6 separate regions of the Mus musculus genome follow, and regions 2, 3, 4, 5 and 6 are each linked to region 1. A link is a contact called in public HiChIP or PLAC-seq and promoter capture Hi-C data. All regions are on one chromosome and are shown on one strand. The core of a region is the stretch at or near the end of the contact, and the rest is flanking DNA. Distances in the headings are between cores, read along the strand shown. Region 1 overlaps Pde4d (phosphodiesterase 4D, cAMP specific). Region 2 holds the start of Depdc1b (DEP domain containing 1B). Region 3 overlaps Depdc1b (DEP domain containing 1B). Region 4 overlaps Pde4d (phosphodiesterase 4D, cAMP specific). Region 5 overlaps Pde4d (phosphodiesterase 4D, cAMP specific). Region 6 overlaps Pde4d (phosphodiesterase 4D, cAMP specific).

Region 1 (2,979 bases), core at 307-2,806:
TATAGAGTTAGTTCCCCATCTCACACACTTCCTCTCTTTTTGTTATGTAAAATATGTCATACTTTACATTCATTTTTATCCAAATGTAGACATAGTACGTGTATAATGCCTTGGAGTGGCTAAAGTTAACTAGCCCTGTACCACAGACCTCAGAAGAGGAACCTGCAGACACAAGACTTAAACTGCCTATTCTTAGGCAGAAACTCCGAGGAAGGTGCCCCATGGCTTCAGTTCAATATTTGATATTTTCAAGAGCAAGAAAATATTGAAAGTCCTCCAGAAAAAACAAAACAAAACAAAACAAACAAAACATGGAAGCAAGTGCATAAAATAACCTCACCCATTATAAAGATGATAAAATATTCATGAAGGAAATATAAGTGCAAAACATTCAAAGCATTCAAATTCAAGAAAAACAAGATCAGAGTAACAAGGGGTTGCCCATCACTTCCTGCGGGCTTCCTAATCCCTTTCCTCTTCCCTGAAAAGGCACGATGAAAATTATCAACACAATAAAGCTGGAGGCAGTTTGGGGGGCGGGGGGGAGGGGCTCATCTGTACACACTACTGTGAGCATCTCTGTTTGCACGGAGTATCACTCAGGAGACGCTAAGTGTGAGGAGCCTCCCCTCTGTTCTGGTCCAATTAGGAGAACCTGGTAGGGATATTAGCATAAGAAATCAAAGAAACGCCACTACTTAGGTATGGGAGCAAACCTACATTCCTTTTGGACATCTGGAATCCAATTTTCTTGTAGGAACTTGCAATAGAGACTGAGCTCTTAGAACCACCCACCTCAACCACTCCTATTACCTATCTCTAGGATTCCTGCCCTGACTTGGGCATCGGTGGGACATACTATGGAGGTAGATTACTTCCGATAAATCACAGGAGTGGAATAGAGATCTTCCTCCCCACCCCCAAGGCTGCAGGAGGAGCAAAAATCACTGAACCATACGGTATGGCTAACATTTCAGGGGTCGGTGCAGACCTTACCATGTATGTGCCACTGTGAAGCGGCGCTGTTTGGGGATGTTGCTACTCAGAAGCATCCTGCGCAGGAGCCTGGGGGAATTCCTGGGAGAAATCACCGGGGAGAGCTTGGGAGAAACGGATTTCCTCGCTGTCTTTGACTTTTCGTGCTGCAACAGGTTTTCCCGCAGGGATTTCACAAGATCCTCATTGAGCCATGGGTTTGGAACATGCGGATTATCCACTTCAGGGACTGTAAGGGTGTCCGGGCTTGTCGTCTGCTGAGCCATTTTCCTGGTCAACTTTGTACAGTTGGCCACAATCCAGGGCAACGTGGTTGCCTGGCCTGTTTCCAGTGAGTCCCTTGATCCGGAGTCTGAGGAATGTCCAGGGAAACAGGTCGGATCCAGCTGCTGTTAGTTCATTCCGCCCCTGCCTCAGTCTCTCGGTGCAGGCTGCTGGGTGTAGACCAGGCGAGCACACTCCCCCGCCGAAGCCTGTTCAACGTCACCCTCCTCCCCCAGCCCCAGCCAAAGATCACTTGACGAGCAGAGCTCGGGAGGCTCGGGAACATGGAGGGAAGCCACCGCGCTAGCTCGGCTTTTGTCAGCCTGCAGAGCAGCCTGTTAAACTATCGGAACTAATGCGGCGCAGCTGCTCCAGTGACTCCTGCTTATGTACATAAAAAGTCCTGGGGGGAGGGCTTAACCATCAGACGCCTGCTACTCCTCTGTTTGGCCTGCCTTTCCATTTGCTTATTCCTGAATGTAAAGGAAAGAAAAACTTGGAACTTGACCTTCCTCTCAGGCAGGCAGGGGCTATTTATCTCCCTATGGTCTACATTCATAAAAGAAAATTACTAGTGCTTTAGTTTTTTCTTTTTTTTTCTTTTCTTTTCTTTTCTTTTCTTTTCTTTTCTTTTCTTTTCTTTTCTTTCCTTTCCTTTCCTTTCCTTTCCTTTTCTTTCCTTCCTTCCTTCCTTCCTTCCTTCCTTCCTTCCTTCCTTCCTTCTTCCTTCCTTCCTTCCTTCCTTCCTTTTCTTTCTTAATTCTTTTTTTTCCCCCTTTAATAAGGGAAGAATAAATATCCAGTAGCTAGACAAGAAGGAATGGTTCCCTGCTTCTAAATTCAGTCTGATGTATCCTATGAGACAAATCATAAGCGAATACTCCCCCCTCCAGAGACAAACCAAAGGTTTCAAAACGTTACACAGGAAGGACGTGAACAGAGACTGTTGGCTTTTACAACCTTGTTAATTATGGTTCTTTCAAAGCACCAAGCAACACTATTCAGACCCACAAACTTGTTTGTAATCTCTTTGTAGTTAAACTTGCCTCCTCCTGCAAGGAACTGGTTATTTTCACAGAAATAGTTAAAAAAAAAAAAAAAAGAAAGAAGTAAGGTTTCAATTGTTACATTATGTTATGTTTAATTGATATTCAGCCACGAGAGGGTAAAATAAATCAAGCCTTTCATAATTTCTTTTAAAAGAATATTTCAATTTGTGGAAAATATAGCTTCAATAAACTTATTTAGAGAAGATTTAAAATAAAGAAAAGAAAGTATTTTCTTACCGGAAGGGAGTAAATTAAAATGAAGAAAATGTTAATACAAGGAAGCAAGCAATAAAACCTGATTAACTCTCTGTGTTGTGTGGCTCCTGGAATGGTGGGAAAGAGCAGGAGTCTGGCACAGGGCTATCTCTAGCACCCTGGTGACTTTTGGGGGATCTCAGATTATTTTACACTTGAAAAAACAATACCTCTTTGAGGAGCTACAAAATACCTCCAGCCCCCTCCCCCCAAATGGAGGGTTAAATAATTAGATACAATGTTTGGGAATGGGGGGCTGTGAGGCGGTATGAAACAGTTCTATAGTCTCTGTTAACTGTAAGTGTCCATACTTCTCCCCAGCCTTGTTGCCCCTTAAAAGTAAAGTCTTTGACTTTCAAATGTTATAGATACGGAAAAGATGCTCTGAAGTTCTGTTCAGCAAAACCTAAGATCA
Region 2 (2,979 bases), core at 152-2,651, 940 kb after region 1:
ATTTGCTTTGGCCAATGATGTGTGAACAAAATGTCATGATACCATGAGCCCACTTTATGAAGAATCTGAGCAAACCTGTCAAAACTTGGTTCAACCAACACTGAAGACCAGGGTACCACGTGACACCACCCAGTGCCAGTCAAATCACCAGATAGTGACACATGAATGATTTCCATTGGAAGAACCGCTGACATGAGTCCAGCCCAGACCAATGACCCTATGCAAATATGTGTTGTTTTCAGCCAAATGAAACAAGACCACAGACCCTAAAATCTTAGGGGAAACTTTACATGTGCCATGTGATCTTTTGTGTGAAGATTCATAATCTTTATTTGATTCTCCACGCGTCCCATAAGTCTAATAAAACAAAGGTCTAGCAGCCTGAAACCTAACTTCCCATCTGTAGAAGGTGGCTTGACTCCGCAGAACACAGACTACCTGGCTCTGGAAAGAAAGAAAACTACATCTCTAGCATATGAGTCTAAAACATGAGTTTGGATATTCATCCCCACCTTTTCCAGAGTAGAGAGCAGGTGAGACTTTATTGCAAGGCAATGCAGCTATGAGTCTTCACAGACAAAACTCAAAGTCCTCTAAAACCTTCTGTCTATTCCATTGTCCTAATCCGTTTGAGGGAGAAGTCAGTAAAAGTACTTCCTCCTAGAAATAAGTTTCTGAGTGGCAAAACTTGTTTCCACAAGAAAGACCCTTACCCTGGTGCATCAGCAAAGCTTTTAGATCACCTATCAGAGCTGATCCGCTACTTGAAGTAGGTGCTGACAACTGAAACTCCGGGGGCAGGAACCTTAGAGGGGCAATCCACCTCCGTGCAGTGCACCGTTACAAAGAACACTTGTCAAGTGTCAACAGTGTCACTCAGGAAGGAGTCACGCCCTGCCTGGAGCACCGCAGTCCGCAAGAGCTACCCCCATAGGTGGTCCTATGGCTCCACCCACGGTCGATCTTGCCCTGGAAGCTAGAGTAGGTCCCTAGGACAAAGGGGAACGCGATCGCCTGAGGTTCGGTTCCCCGTTAAGGCTGAAGGCGCCGTCCAAAGCCGAGCATCCAACTACCGGCGGCAGAAGTAGTTCATGCCACCTTGGTAGGGCTGACTCCGGGCCTCGTCTGCCCGCTGTGGGACAGAGTGTGCAGCAGCGACCGGAGCAGGCACACGACCACCAGCACCGGCAACCCCCGAGCGACTGCACACTGCCCGAGTCTTGGCGGTGACAGCGGCGCGGGGTCGGCTCGGCCCCACTCTCACTCACCAGCCTGGTGGCCCGGTACGGCCCGGGTCCCACTACGCGGTGCTCCATTGCCAACGCGCAGCAGTCGCGGGGCAACGCCGGCGGGGACTCCAGACGGAGCTCGCCGCGCCGCAGTTTGAATCACAAGCCCGGAGCTTCGGGGCGCTGATTGGACGTTGCGAGGGCACGTGACAGGAACTGTGTGGTGGGCGGGGCTGTTTGTGTCCTGGATTTCACTACCCGGGGTTGCGCCTCCAGCACCTAGGAGGAAAGAACACTTTCTCCTCGCCAATGGGCGCTCGGATGCTTGCGGACATGACTGATCGCGCCGCGTACCGCCGGCACACAGTGGATGGCGCTGCCCAAAACCTACCGGGACTGTCCCTGCCGCGAGTCCACTCGGAACACCAGCTCTGCAGCCTCGGAGCCCAGTGAGCCAAACCTAGCTGGAACCCGATAGATAATTCCTGTCAGCACCCAGGGCAGAGAATCCGGAGGTTAGCAAAGAGGAAGAAGTGGGTGGTGAAAGGAAGCGAGTTGACTTGACAGCTGTCCAAGGGGAAGGACATTTCTAAAGCAGATAAAGGCAACCTGCCATAAGGAGTGTAGAAAGAGCGATAAGGAGAGGCATGGTCAGCGTCTGCTGTGTTCCCTTGATAAATAAAGTACAGTAATCTTTCTCCTCCTTGAACTTAGGTTTTGTATTTAGGAATCTGACAGAAATTGTCAGTCCTTTGTGGGGTTGATGAATTCGTCTTCTCTGCACTGAATCACCTACACATCTCCTGCCCGTGGGAATTGCTGGTCCAACTTGCAACTGTTGAAAGAGACAAATGACTTCACTTTATACTATATGCCTTTAGCTCGGTGACAATGAATCTATGTCTGGACTCCTCCGTGAAGACTGCTGAACAACTCCACCTTGATCATAGAAGGTGATAGGCAATAGACATATTAGACAGTGATTAATTCAATAGCTAGTGATTAATTCAGACCCTCAAAACTGGTGAAAGTCCTGAGAATAAATAGGGCTGAGCATGGGACACTGGTATGAACACCCGTAAGATGCTGTCTTCCGAACATAATATGGTTGACCTGGCTGTTCATTCATGAATTCACAGCAAGACCTACACACGATGGAGCCTGTCAATCAATATTCTAGCATACCAGGGCAGGAAGGGCGTATGAGCCAGTAGTGAGGAGATTATTGGAAATGAATGGCTGCTGAGAGATGCCATCTATTTTCTTCCAGTAAAGAGCCTAACACCCATGCTCATGTTTGGAACCCTAATTAAACTCAGTGAGTCACTGTCTTAATCAGGGTTTCTATTCCTGCACAAACATCATGACCAAGAAGCAAGTTGGGGAGGAAAAGGTTTATTCAGCTTACACTTCCATACTGCTGTTCATCACCAGGGAAGTCAGGACTGGAACTCAAGCAGGTCAGAAAACAGGAGCTGATGCAGAGGCCATGGAGGGATGTTCTTTACTGGCTTGCTTCCCCTGGCTTGCTCAGCCTGCTCTCTTATAGAACCAAGACTACAAGCCCAGAGATGATCCCACCCACAAGGGACCCCTTGATCACTAATTGAGAGAGTGCCTTACAAATGTATCTCATGGAGGCATTTCCTCAACTGAAGCTCCTTTCTCTGTGATAACTCCAGCCTGTGTCAAGTTGACACAAAACTAGCCAGTACAGTCACTAAAAGAAAAGAAACCAAGATCACAAACT
Region 3 (2,979 bases), core at 264-2,763, 930 kb after region 1:
AAGTGAAAATCTAGATTTCCTGAACAATAAGAAACGGACTATCCGCTAGGTACTTGGGAGGCAGAGGCAGGCGAATTTCTCAGTTCAAGGCCAGCCTGGTTTACAGAGTGAGTTCCAGGACATCCAGGGCTACACAGAGAAACCCTGTCTCAAAAAAACTAAAAAAAAACGGACTATGGGACCTCAGACAAAGCTCAGCGTAGCCTGTGAGGAAAAGCCCTCCCACACACTCAGCACTCCCGTCCTGCGGTCCCAGCTGCTTTACAGTCCATGCGCCCACGTCATTAAATTAACTACATAGAACACAGGCCTCACCGCTGGTCAAAGCTCTTGCCCCAGCTGCCTTCTCACGAAGCACAGGTCCTCTCTAGGGATGGAGAGACGGCTCAGTGGTTTAGAGCGCGTGTTTCTCCTGAAGAGGGCCCAGCTTCCATTCTCAGCACCTAGGTTTGGCTACCAACCACCTCTAACTCTGGACAAAGGGGATCTGACGCCCTGGTGCACGTACATGCTGGCAGAACACTCATACACAAAAAATAAATATAAAAATATCTATTCCATCGCCATTAATTAAAAACTTCCACCTAATTCGCCCCTCTGACCAGCCATGTTTCTCTCCTACGGCTTTTTTTCTGATTGGTGGGCTTCTGACTGGCAGCCTTGGTCTTACCTCCCATCCTTTACTGTCCAAATCCTACCCTACCCACAGGAGCCCTGCTGAAGTAATCCTCCTTCCCTCTATACAAAGCCCCGAAGGGCTCCCTCTATACTGACCGCGTCACGGATGCAGTTCCTACCTAAGCCAGGCAGATAACATAATCATAAGGGAAATGGCAGAGAGCGTGCCCACTGGGCTGTGTGCCATCAAGAGCCTGGCGAGCTCCTAACCCTCCTGTCTTAATATAGGTCTCGTGCTATGCTGCCCAAGCACCTGGACCTAAGTAATCAGCCTACCTTTCACGTAACTGAACTACAGTTCCCCACCACATCTGGCCGGCAGCAGCTGCAGCATTTTTTAAGACATGGCCACAACTAGTAACATTAGGTGTCACTGAGGAATGGAAGTGCTTGGCTGAAGGAAAGAGATAGGAAGGAGGCTCGTCATTGTATGTATCTTCTGTATTTTGTAAAATCTTAACAACATGGAAGCATAACCCTGCCCCTACCCCCACCCCAAAAAAATAGAAAGCACGGAAAGAGGAAGACATAAAACAGTAACTAAAATTACTATGCCGACCAAGCAAAATAGATGAGTCACTCCACGGACTGCCTGGACAGCAATTCTCATTTATTATTTGCTATGGTTTCCTGTAGGTAATTAATTAAATATGCTTTGGTTCGTCTGTTTATCCTCTCCATTGCAAAGGCAGGAACAGGAAGAATCCGGTTACACTTTCTTTCCTGCCTTAGTATGGGAAGCACGAGACTCAATATTTAGAGTCATTTAAAACAGACCTTAGAGGAGGCCTGGCAGCACACACCTGTAATCCCAGCACTCAGAGGCAGGAGAACTTGGAGTTCAAGACTAGCATTATGCTATGTATACAAGACCAACCTCTCAGAGATTTTACACACACACACACACCACACACACCACACACACACACACACACACACACACACACACAGCATAGCACTGTGCCAAAGAGTCTTAAAGATCTAATTGACTAGGACAGCCATTATGGAAGTTGCTATGAACATCTTTTAAAACCTTAAAACTATAACTACCACATGGCCCAGCTTTGTCACTCCTAGGCACATACCCAAAAGACGCTATATGCTACCACAAGGGATATGCACATCCACACTTATTTCAAAATTATTCACAAGAAGGAGGAAATGGAGACCTGCCTATACGCCCATGGGTGAAAAAGTAGACTGTCTCATACACATGGTGGAATTTACTCAGCTATACACAACAATGAAATCTGGAGCATAACAAAAGGATCAGGAGAGTATTACACTAAATGCAGTGACCCGGGTCACGTGCTCTCGCTTATATGTGGATCCTGATGTTATATGTTTGTATGTACATAAATGAGGGGTGGAGGATAGGTATAGACTATGAATTAGCAGCAGACCATAAGGAGGAGACAGGGTGTCGAAGTGGGCAGGGTAGGCAAAAGGACAGATGTGATGTGAAACTGGAAAGGAGGTCTGGGGTGGGAGGATAAAACAGAAGAAGGAGATCGGAGAAAACAGGCGGAGGAGAAAAAGTTTTTTTTTAAAAAAGTCATAACCTAATGCTTCTATGTTGATAAAAATCAGTTTGTGTACTTCTTTGATTACTATGACTTTGTAGTATAACCTCAGATCAGATATGGCAATACCTCCAGCATTCATTTTGACCCTGATTGGCCCTGGCTACCCAAGCTCTTTAATTTGCACATGAACCCTTAAGGTCGTTTTTTCTCTTTCTTTGAAGAGTGGCACAGAAACTTTAATTCGGGTTGCACTGCATCTTTAAGTGCTTTGGGCACTATGGTCATTTTCACAGCATTGGCTCTACCAACTGATGGGCATGGGCAGTCTCCCATCTAGTGCCTTCTTGAGCATTGAGAAAATTTTCCCTTTGCAATGAAGAGAAGTGAATGCAAGGACTCACAGCTACTAAAGAGAAGAATCAATAGTTGAATTTTTCAGTCCTCAACAGGACGTGCGTCCTCTCCAGTCTCAGGCTCAGGCAACACAGAGGGAGAGGGAGCAGGGAGAATGCAGGAACCATAAGACAAGAAGGGCTGTAAGATGTTACCAGGGCCACTGCAGTCATGGTGGCACAGCATCTACAGCTGCCACTCTGGAGCCTGCACCAGACTGGGCCTGGCTACAGCCGACTGGAGGCCAGGGGGGACCTTGGGGGGCCCTACCACTCCCTGCGAGCTTTCGGTTATGGATGGATACTGGAAGAAGAGTAGTGACAGCCTCACTTTGTAACTGCCAGCCAGCCACGTGAGCACCAATGGACAGCTTCACACCCAT
Region 4 (2,979 bases), core at 202-2,701, 640 kb before region 1:
TGTCATTTTTTTTTTTTAGTTATCCCAAGCCAAACATCCTCTCTGCACATCTTTAAGACTTGATGTCTCTGCCTTCTGCCACCCGACTCTGAGAAAGCAAGAGTTCCAGGGGACCTCCCAGTGTGTGGCGTATACTTCCTACCCCCACCTTGGCGATCTTCATGAAAGCTTTCTGAAATCAGAAGTAGAATTCAGACCTCGGACCTAGCAGAATATGGCTCTATGTATTATATTTCAGTCTTTTTTTTTTTTATGAGAAACAGTAACTCCGGAAAGTTTCAATTTAATGTTTCAAGACACTTAGACATGGGCTTTGCCTTTAAGTGGGTGGTATAGCAACGTGAGGAGCAATTGGTTGCCAAAGATCCAGTTTATATTGAAGTCATGGCTTAGCCATTTTGACTATCAGAAATCAAGTAAGGTCACATACATACGTTCAAAAATGTTCCACATGCTCTCTATGTATTTAAAGAATGAAATTAACCTCCAGCATTTGTACATACTGCTGAGAGAATATTTACATACGGCGGAATAAACAAATTTCGTTTATAAAACCAATGCTGGGTTTGTCGCGTTAGAATTTACTTCTTTCAAACTCCGGGACTGAGACAGTGTGACAAGCTACAGTTTTTCAGGGTCATTATTATGTCTTCAAGTTCAGGCATTTTAAACCCCACTGTTCTAAGACAAGGCCTAACTGACCTTTCTATCCCTCCTCCCCTGGCGAGTGGGAGAATTCAATGTGGAGTTGCCAGCTATCCTACAGGAAATTGAGTCACCCCACCAAACAACACACCTAAATGCCATCGGCAGCTAGCTGGCCAAACACAGCGAACCAGTTTAATAGTGGCCTTTACCAAGAACACAGGTTGCATTCATTAATAGAGTGCCCCCTAGGGGGTCGTATATGCTGTGGCCCTACTTAAAAATATATATGAAAACTTTTCTATTTAACTGTGCGAATCTTGCTTCATTTGAGGGGCTACTGAGAGGAAAATGCCCCACCAAACGCTATTGGCTAAACTCCACGTGGACTGCAAAAGGGCTGTGTCACAGGCAGCTGTGGAGTAACAATAAACATCGGTGGGTTCTGTTATTCTGTGTTCTTCAAGGCACCCTGAGCTGTGCCATACCCAGGCGTCTGCTTCAACTCTCCTGGGTATAAGTAATACTCAATATTTGTGGGCCAGCACTTGGCTTCCGTCATAGTAATGTGCGCAAGGGTTCCCCTGACACATGGCCTGAAATCTTGCCAAGGACTCCAGGAGAGGATGCTGAAGCAGCAGCTTGTCTTTGAAAGGGAAAAGCGCCGTCAGCTAGGAGCCACAGCAGTTGGCCAGAGGCTGTACTCAGCCTCCTTGGGAAATGTTGGACCCATTACTCTTACCCACAACTGACTGAGAGGCAAAAAGATCTGTGCTACAGGACATGAAACTTTGTAAATGCTAGCTAGTTTCTTTGTCAATATTTGTGAGGCTAAAGGTCAGTATAAGTCTGTTGTCATTCCTAGAGAGGCCTACGGCCTACTACTAAAAACCAGATAGAGAGAGAGAGAGAGAGAGAGAGAGAGAGAGAGAGAGAGAGAGAGAGAGAGAGAGAGAGAGAACACAAACTTTGGGTGTCATTTGCAACTCTTCTTAAAAAGTCTTACAGAGCGATCACAGCTGATTCTGATTGCTTTTAAATTGAAACAAATACATCAGACAGCTTCTAAGAGAAAATGCTCGAACATGACTTTTTAATTAATTCCAGTTTCTCCTCAGCCAATCCTCACTTACATGTCCTTTGTTCCTAGTGAGAGAATTGATGGTGTCCGGAGGAGGAGGAGGTAGACTTCTGCCTCCCATGTGAGCTAGTCATTCTTTGGCTCTGCTACAGGGAAAGATCTGTCCAGGTTAGCTCTATTGCATTTTATCTGATGAGAAACACATGAAGGAAGGCCCTAGCTTCTCTCAGCATGTCTATGTAACATGTTGAAGCCTGAGAGCCAAGAGCAAGCTGCCCTCATTTCCTAGGATATTTCTGGAATCAACTTATTGTTTTGAAGTATTTTTAAATCTTATCAAATATATAAACTTTCACCCCTGGCTTCAAAGATATGTTCAAAGTGAAGATGTTGTGTCATTTTAATGAATTTTCTTCCTATTTGCCACTAGCTATGATTTTTTTTTCCTCCTAAAGTTGACAAGTGCTCTAGTAGAATTTTGCAAATGGATTGAGGTCTATTAACTTCTAATCTCATCAATAACTCAACGTTCATGAGACACTATGTGCCATGAACTTTATTAGAGTTTGAAGTGTGTAAGAGTGTGACCCTTATCCAATGCGAGACTAGAGCCCATCGTCGATGACAATTTTAGCACCATACAGTAGAAAAGGAAGGAGGAGAATAGGCTATGGGACAATAAAAGGGGGCATTCAAGTCACACTGGATACAAGTGGGGCAGGGAGACCTTAATCTTGAGAAAAGAAACTGAACATGGCTATTAATGGAGATTGTCAAAAGCACCCAGCACCTTCAGGCTAGTCTATGAGAGCCTTCTAGGAAACAACTGATGGAAGAGCCAGGAGCCTTCTGAAGTGTGAGCAGCATCAGACCATCAGCCAGGCGGCTAAGAAGGGTGAGAGCAACAAGCCACGTGAGCACCAGCTCTTCCCCTCTACTCCATGAGATGTGAGGCAGAAGGAGTTCCAGTCACACGCTCTTGCCTTCATGAGTCTCACCACACCTTCCGTATCTCCGCTGACTCTTCCTATATGTTGCCTATGTGGTTTAGTCAGGTATTTTGTTACAACACGATGTTAAGTAACTAATGCATAGAAGAGAACGGAGGAAGGCAGAAAGGATATTTCTAATCCAAACACCTGAACCTATAGACAGTTGAGGCTCATGGATGGGCACAGAGAAGGAATGGCCACAGAGAGCCTTGCTCAGGGGAAAGGGGCCTGGAAGGAAGTCTGAGAAATCTGACACATCAG
Region 5 (2,979 bases), core at 251-2,750, 560 kb before region 1:
TATGCATGTATAATGTATATTTTGGAGAGAGATGCTGTTTATCGCGTCTTCCTTTTCAAAAGGAACTCAGTCTTTGGATGAGGAGCGAGCTCCCTTCCCGCATGCGTGTGCCTGTTTCTCTGCTGCCAGTGCATCTGACAGGGAACTTTCACATGATGCAATTTATTAAACCCATGCTTTCTGCCAGATTCTGCTTTAGTGCAAATGCCCTTTTGTTTCCGAGGCTCACATTTCCCAGGCTCAGAAGGGATTCTTTCTGGTGTGACTGGGAGATACGGATCTGAAAAGCAGGTCAGCAAAAGATCCCATGGACTTGGGAAGCTGCCAATCAATGCTGTAAAATAAAGCATGTGGCCCGGGGCTGCTGATATCATCAAACCCATGCTATCTCCTTCTCTTAGTGCTAGGGGAGGTGAGGGTGGAGCCTGCCTACAATCGGTAGAGGCAAAGAAAAAGGATTAGGTTAAATGGGAAATTTCTAAGAGTCACATTTCGCCATTTAAAAAAAAAAAAAATGTTTTCAAAGTCTGCCTAACTCCAAGACCTTTTCCAGACTAGGTGGCCTTTGAATTCAGCGTGAGGTGATGTTCTTAGGACTGCCTCTGGAAGCTGACATCACACAGCCTAGCGCGGACCCTTTCCAAACCTTCAACTTTTGTCAGTTTTTTTCAGTCAGACACTCAAAAGCTCTGAATAGTGTGTGTGTGTGTGTGTGTGTCTGTGTGTGTGTGTGTCTGTGTGTGTGTGTGTGTGTCTGTGTGTGTGTGTGTGTCTGTGTGTGTGTGTGTGTGTGTGTGTGTCTGTGTGTGTGTGTCTGTGTGTGTCTGTGTGTGTGTGTGTGTGTGTGTGTGTGTGTGGTGGAAAGTGTGGGGAGGAGAGGTTTACTTTGCAGTAGCTCTTTTGAAGTGTTTAATTCCTCTCTTGTAATCTGTGTGTGGACACACAGTGTAAGCTATCAGTTTGGGTTCAGCAATTCTGTTCTCATTGGCTGATGTTTTCCCCTGTGGCTCGGGGCTTCTGTCCAGCAGCTGGGTGGCAAAGTTTGTTTTATCTGGATTCAGAAATGTTAACAAATTAAAATCATATTCTCTCTCTGTTTTCTCTGTCTCTCTCCCTCCCTCTCTCCCTCTTTCTCTCTCCCTCTTCCTCCCTTAGTCCCTCCTTATCTCTCCTTAATGCTCTCATTTAGGTTGAAGGAGCCCCTGCAGCTGTGTGTGTGTGTGTGTGTGTGTGTGTGTGTGTGTGTGTGTGTGTGTGTGTGCATGCTCAGGGGAGCACTGTGTGTCTGCTTTTCTTCTTCTTTTTGAAAATACAGGAAATGCACAAAAGAAAGACAGTTCGGTTGGAGCCACTGCTTCCCCTCAGCGCCTTTCCCTCCCCGCCCCCACTCCCCAGCACCGGCTTTTAATTTTCAAAAGCACTGCAATTGCTTGGTGTGGTTTCAAGAGCTGGGGTGCCATTCTCCCTGATGATGACTCTGCTGACGTCAATGGCATTCTTATCGTGCCGAGTGCGACATCAGAAACCAGCCCTCAGAGGCTCCTCTTATTCACAGCGTCTGGGCTCTCAGCAAAACGCGGACCGGATTTCAGCAAGGCAAGGCTCCTTCGTTCCAGCAAGCCAGAGTTGTGCTCTGCAAAGCAGCCGCCTTAGTCTGTGGCTTGTCAGTTAGGATCCTGTCCTCTAGTGTCCTCTCCTTCAAGGACCCAAAGGGGACAAGATTGCTGAGTAGAATGTAGACCTCCCTCAGCTTGCAGATCCGTGTTCCGTGCTTCTGATCCCAGGATGGAAGCCAGCCAACCCTGCTCCTGGTCTGTCTTTAGGGTTCACTAAAGCTTTTGATAGAAGATTATTTTCTTATACTGTGTTGCAGGCTCAGTCCTTGAAGTGATCTTGGTTTTTACTCTCTGAATCAGAACCATATTGACTTCATACTGCAGTGAACACCTTTTCCTTCCTTTTCATAAACATTTTGTTTAAGAAATAAGATTGTGGGGATGAAGAAAATAACCATAGCTCAGTATAAAACGGTATCACTGTGAACTGAACATTTTACTGTCAGTGTAACTGTTGGAGAAATCTCACTGACGTGCTCAACTTTCAAGGGACGCACTAGGTTCTAAGTTCAAGTTCGTTATTCATTTCCTCCCCGGGAGCTGCGGACTGCTATTATGCTGCTAAAGAAACAGCCTCTGTTTGCAGTCAAGTTTATTAGGGTTCAACTCTACCTTCAGATTTCAGATTTGGCTATAGCTCAACTGGAAGGCTGTAAAGACCCAAGGACACTTAGCATGGCAGGATGGTGAACACCTAATCTAAGCAGGCATTGCCTGTCTGACATCAATACAGATGAATCAAATGTTGGTACAATCACTTCTCTAAGATTGCCAAACTGCCTATAACCAACTTAGTAGGAGCAACTGTTCAGAAGAAACTCTGTTTAACACCTCAAGGTAGAGCTATTAGTTCTGTGTAGAAATATTTAGAATCCTGACACTGAAGGATGCCAGCCTGTACTTCACTCAACCCTTCTGCATTCATATGAGGTACTGAAGCCCAAAGACGGTTGTATGGTGTATTCAAGATCACACAGTCATTACCCCCACAAGACTGATAAAAAACTAATGCTCACACTGTCATGGTATTCCAGTGCTGATCTTTTAAAATAAAATAAATGTTATTTTTAAGCTTGTTTTCTTTCTTTCCTTCTGTATTTCGTGTGTGTGTGTGTTGTGTGTGTGTGATGAAGGTGGGGGAGACAGTTGGTAAACTGACTGTGGGCTAGAGGATCTGAGTTAAATCTGCAAAAGCCATGTTAAAATTCAAGGTGTGGTAGCATCTGTTTGTGCTTGCAATCCTAGCTTAGGGGAGATAAAGACAGGAAGGTACTTGGGGCTCCACGGCTAGCCAGTCTCCCTTTGTTGATGAACTCCAGACCAAAAGGAGACACTGCCCCCAAAGGAATTGGATGGTTTTTCT
Region 6 (2,979 bases), core at 294-2,793, 520 kb before region 1:
TAATCGTGAGCATGTGTAATCTTTATTAAATTTTCATTAAAGTTATTAAGCATGAAGCATCAGCAACATTTCAGGCACACCCAGAAAGAGCCCACTGAGCACTCCTCTGGAGTGACAGGTCCCTTGGCACTAGATTTTCTCTTACTACAGGACAATTTAAAAGGTGATACCAGAAAGCCAGTGATGAGGGGGCGGGGTTTCTCTGAAGATGGCTCGCTCTGCTGTGATCCTTATGCACTTTGCAGTTCATTGTCTCCTCAGCACCCAAGACGCTCTTACACAGGGATCTCATTTCTTGAAGGAAGCCCCACCATATATTATTTTAAATACATGTGAATATATAATATAGTATATTTTAATAAATAATATATCCTACTCTTTTTATCACGTATATGCATGGGACACAGAGACTAAAAAAGATCTAAATAATTACTAGTATCATTACTATCACACAAAAAAACAAAAAAACCCTACAACTTGGCTCCTTTTCTTTAATAAGGTGAAAGTGCTTAAGCAAATGGCCCACATCCTAAGAGAAACCATTGTTCTCTTAAATACCTTGGGTTGGTTGTGCTAACAACTTGTCAAGTAGACCTTCAGTTTTGCTTTATCCTTCAGAACAATGACAGCTGAAGACCGAGTTTCTTCCCGCTGTGTTTTGACTAACTAGCATTTGGATACTTCACTTTTAATCCTCGGGCTTCCTGACTGACAGAATTCTATTCAGAGTAAACATTCTTTTCTTGATGGGATCAAGAGCATCCAGGTTAAAATAGTTCTAAGTGGAATGGCCAGTGTTTTTTCTGGACCAGAACTCTGTGTACATGGCTTTCTGCCTGTCACTTTTCCTGTCCCCTCTACAGGGACAGAGGGAGTGTGTTGTTTTGATATAAGACCTTAGAGACAAAAGCAAAAGCCATTGTTTTAGGCTGGCTATCCCCCTACCTCTAGAATCACTACTAGATGTTATTCAAATAGCTCTAAATATGAAGGCATTTCCAGTGAGATATTGGCCCAAGACATTTTTGTGATTTTTAAGTCCATAATAGTCTAAAGCTACCTGCTACTCAGAAATTAACATTCTTTCATATTCCCTGTGGTGTCTTGTAAGCATACATTTCTTTAAACTTACTATTCTATCTAGTGTTTGCTTGTTTATGGTTGGGGGTCAGGGTTTAAGGCTTGGGCTCAGAGCAAGGATGAGGAGTTATTCCCAGTTCAGCCACAAAGTAGTGTTTTCTCTCAGCAGCCTTGGTTTTTCTCACATTTCCAATAAAGACATCCAAATAGATTTCCTTTGAGGTTTGTTGCTGCATGAAAATTCTCAATTGAATATGATTACATAAAGAAGATGATAATAGTAAACTTAAGAAGCGTAGTGCAGGTGATATTGAGGATGACAAGGTTCTGAGAGGTGGCTGCACTGCAGTTAACTTTCTTAACCTTGGTTTAAAATGAAAGGAACGTTCAAAAGTACTTTCTGTCCCGTCATCATGACTTGGTCCCCACACTCTCAGAGCTTGGGCATTTTTGCCTCTCTGCTGCCCTCTACTGGCCCCACATCCTCTTTGCTTCTGCTACGAGTAACTGGCTCCGGACCTAGGTTATACGTGATACAGGAAGCATTGAAAATGTGTGGGTGTTACCGCCTGGAACAAAAGCATCCCGAGACGTTCGGAGTGAGAAATGACAGAAGGCCACCGCAATCCTCTGTAACCTCCACTCTCCCGTGCCAAAACAGGGGTTAGGAACAAATGGGAAGCGAGGGGACAGAACTGCCCAACGGAATACTTGGGGAGCCACTTATGACCTGATGACCGGCCTTTACCCTTTCTGTAACTTATCTGCTTGCATTCTTGCAACGGTTCTGAGTGGCAGGTACTCATATCTCTGTTCTCTAGTTAGAAATTAAAGCTGGAGAGAATTGGGGTTCACCCTTGCAGGTTTTATCTGAAAGTGTCCCCACTGGCTTTGCAACAAAACAAAACAAACAAATAGACAAAAACTCCTTTCCACCCCTCCCAGGACGTGATCGTAAGGATAGATGAGCCCCAAGCGATGTGTCATCTTTTCTGGGTATCTCAAATCTCAGACAGTCAAGTATCAAGTCTCAACACCAGGATCATCACTGTTCTTGTTGGTAGCTTTTAGGTTTTTCAAGCGTACTTGTTTTTCTAGATTACTGAGAAAAGAGGCCTTTTCCCTGCCCATGTTCCCACCTCGGTTTGCAAAGCTTGGGAAGTAAATGAGACTTTCGTCAGTGGTGTGTGTGTGTGTGTGTGTGTGTGTGTGTGTGTGTGTGTGTGTGTGTTGTCTACAGTGGTCTGTAACAACGCAGCTGCTCTAAGCAGTTAATGACAGCTAATTAGTTTGCCATTCTAGATAAGCCCCAGGTCACAAACTAGTAAGAGGTACAAATGAGGCCTTCTTCACCATAATTGCCTAATTCCAGCAGATAATGATTTCCTCTCAGTGTTATGTAAAAATTGCAGAGACAACCCAGGGACTGCTTCAGTTCTGTGACCTTGAGTGAATAGACTCTCCCTTGAGTTTGGTTTGGGCACCGGCAAAGTGCTGTGGGGGAGGGGAGGTACACTGACCACGGAGAAACCAAGATTGCTTGTTGGTCACGAATCATTCCACCAGTATCCTACATTGTTTTTTTTTTGGGGGGGGGGGAGATGGTCGCCCTACCTACAAGGTAGATACAAGTACCCTCAAGGCAAAAGCATCAGAGAAGAAAAGAACATTGCCTTCTACTCGCCCCCCCCCCACTATGATTTGCCTATTGTGCACGAAGGGGGTGGGGGAAGCTCCTCTCCAGAGGGCTGCACTGTGTGTCTGAGCAAGGGTCTCGGGTTCCATGGAGTTGCGCTCACTAAGAACTCCATGCATGTGCTCACAAAATATGCCCTCAGCACCCCCAGGAAGTAGCACAGAAAAGAGGGACCCATTCCACCCGTCCATCTTTGTTTCGCC

What was found. HiChIP or PLAC-seq counts read pairs in DNA pulled down with a chosen protein or histone mark. Capture Hi-C pulls out chosen DNA fragments and counts their contacts.
Region 2: an H3K4me3 HiChIP or PLAC-seq map of embryonic stem cells shows a contact between it and region 1, with 11 read pairs. The contact joins the promoter of Depdc1b here to the enhancer-like site in region 1. A contact is called at or near these places in 1 of 39 promoter capture datasets (liver), 9 of 115 datasets of contacts at active chromatin or transcription factors (bone marrow-derived macrophages, embryonic stem cells, forebrain and 4 more) and 1 of 9 other capture datasets (adipose tissue).
Region 3: a contact with region 1 is called in an H3K4me3 HiChIP or PLAC-seq map of bone marrow-derived macrophages, with 4 times the contacts expected there. The contact joins two enhancer-like sites. A contact is called at or near these places in 5 of 115 datasets of contacts at active chromatin or transcription factors (bone marrow-derived macrophages, embryonic limb bud, embryonic stem cells and 2 more) and 1 of 9 other capture datasets (adipose tissue).
Region 4: a FOXA1 HiChIP or PLAC-seq map of pancreatic cancer cells shows a contact between it and region 1. The contact joins two enhancer-like sites. A contact is called at or near these places in 1 of 39 promoter capture datasets (cranial neural crest) and 5 of 115 datasets of contacts at active chromatin or transcription factors (embryonic basal ganglia, embryonic forebrain, embryonic stem cells and 1 more).
Region 5: a promoter capture Hi-C map of liver shows a contact between it and region 1. The contact joins two enhancer-like sites. A contact is called at or near these places in 1 of 115 datasets of contacts at active chromatin or transcription factors (stem cell-derived neural progenitor cells) and 1 of 9 other capture datasets (liver).
Region 6: an H3K27ac HiChIP or PLAC-seq map of embryonic stem cells shows a contact between it and region 1, with 2.6 times the contacts expected there. The contact joins two enhancer-like sites. A contact is called at or near these places in 3 of 484 Hi-C or Micro-C datasets (embryonic stem cells and nephron progenitors) and 7 of 115 datasets of contacts at active chromatin or transcription factors (the NIH/3T3 cell line, embryonic basal ganglia and embryonic stem cells).

The regions. Positions count from the first base shown.
Region 1 is chr13:109,258,963-109,261,941 of GRCm38.p6, reverse strand. The region is part of intron 3 of Pde4d (phosphodiesterase 4D, cAMP specific); the gene reads right to left. Among named protein-coding and RNA genes, the nearest start is that of Mir582, 64 kb to the left of the region's middle. Within about 2 kb of position 1,556, at least 274 of the 459 cell types and tissues checked have an H3K27ac peak or open chromatin away from gene starts, as enhancers often do. A contact at or near this core is called in the NIH/3T3 cell line, adipose tissue, bone marrow-derived macrophages and 7 more, where this site is marked.
Region 2 is chr13:108,314,759-108,317,737 of GRCm38.p6, reverse strand. It overlaps Depdc1b (DEP domain containing 1B), which reads right to left and starts at 1,401. Exons shown (of 11, transcript NM_178683.4): 1 at 1,269-1,401. The coding sequence starts at 1,316.
Region 3 is chr13:108,333,690-108,336,668 of GRCm38.p6, reverse strand. The region is part of intron 2 of Depdc1b (DEP domain containing 1B); the gene reads right to left. Among named protein-coding and RNA genes, the nearest start is that of Depdc1b, 19 kb to the right of the region's middle. Within about 2 kb of position 1,513, at least 43 of the 459 cell types and tissues checked have an H3K27ac peak or open chromatin away from gene starts, as enhancers often do. A contact at or near this core is called in bone marrow-derived macrophages, where this site is marked.
Region 4 is chr13:109,898,118-109,901,096 of GRCm38.p6, reverse strand. The region is part of intron 7 of Pde4d (phosphodiesterase 4D, cAMP specific); the gene reads right to left. Among named protein-coding and RNA genes, the nearest start is that of Mir1904, 4.2 kb to the left of the region's middle. Within about 2 kb of position 1,451, at least 22 of the 459 cell types and tissues checked have an H3K27ac peak or open chromatin away from gene starts, as enhancers often do. A contact at or near this core is called in pancreatic cancer cells, where this site is marked.
Region 5 is chr13:109,821,107-109,824,085 of GRCm38.p6, reverse strand. The region is part of intron 7 of Pde4d (phosphodiesterase 4D, cAMP specific); the gene reads right to left. Among named protein-coding and RNA genes, the nearest start is that of Mir1904, 81 kb to the left of the region's middle. Within about 2 kb of position 1,500, at least 402 of the 459 cell types and tissues checked have an H3K27ac peak or open chromatin away from gene starts, as enhancers often do. A contact at or near this core is called in liver and stem cell-derived neural progenitor cells, where this site is marked.
Region 6 is chr13:109,774,860-109,777,838 of GRCm38.p6, reverse strand. The region is part of intron 7 of Pde4d (phosphodiesterase 4D, cAMP specific); the gene reads right to left. Among named protein-coding and RNA genes, the nearest start is that of Mir1904, 130 kb to the left of the region's middle. Within about 2 kb of position 1,543, at least 125 of the 459 cell types and tissues checked have an H3K27ac peak or open chromatin away from gene starts, as enhancers often do. A contact at or near this core is called in the NIH/3T3 cell line, embryonic basal ganglia and embryonic stem cells, where this site is marked.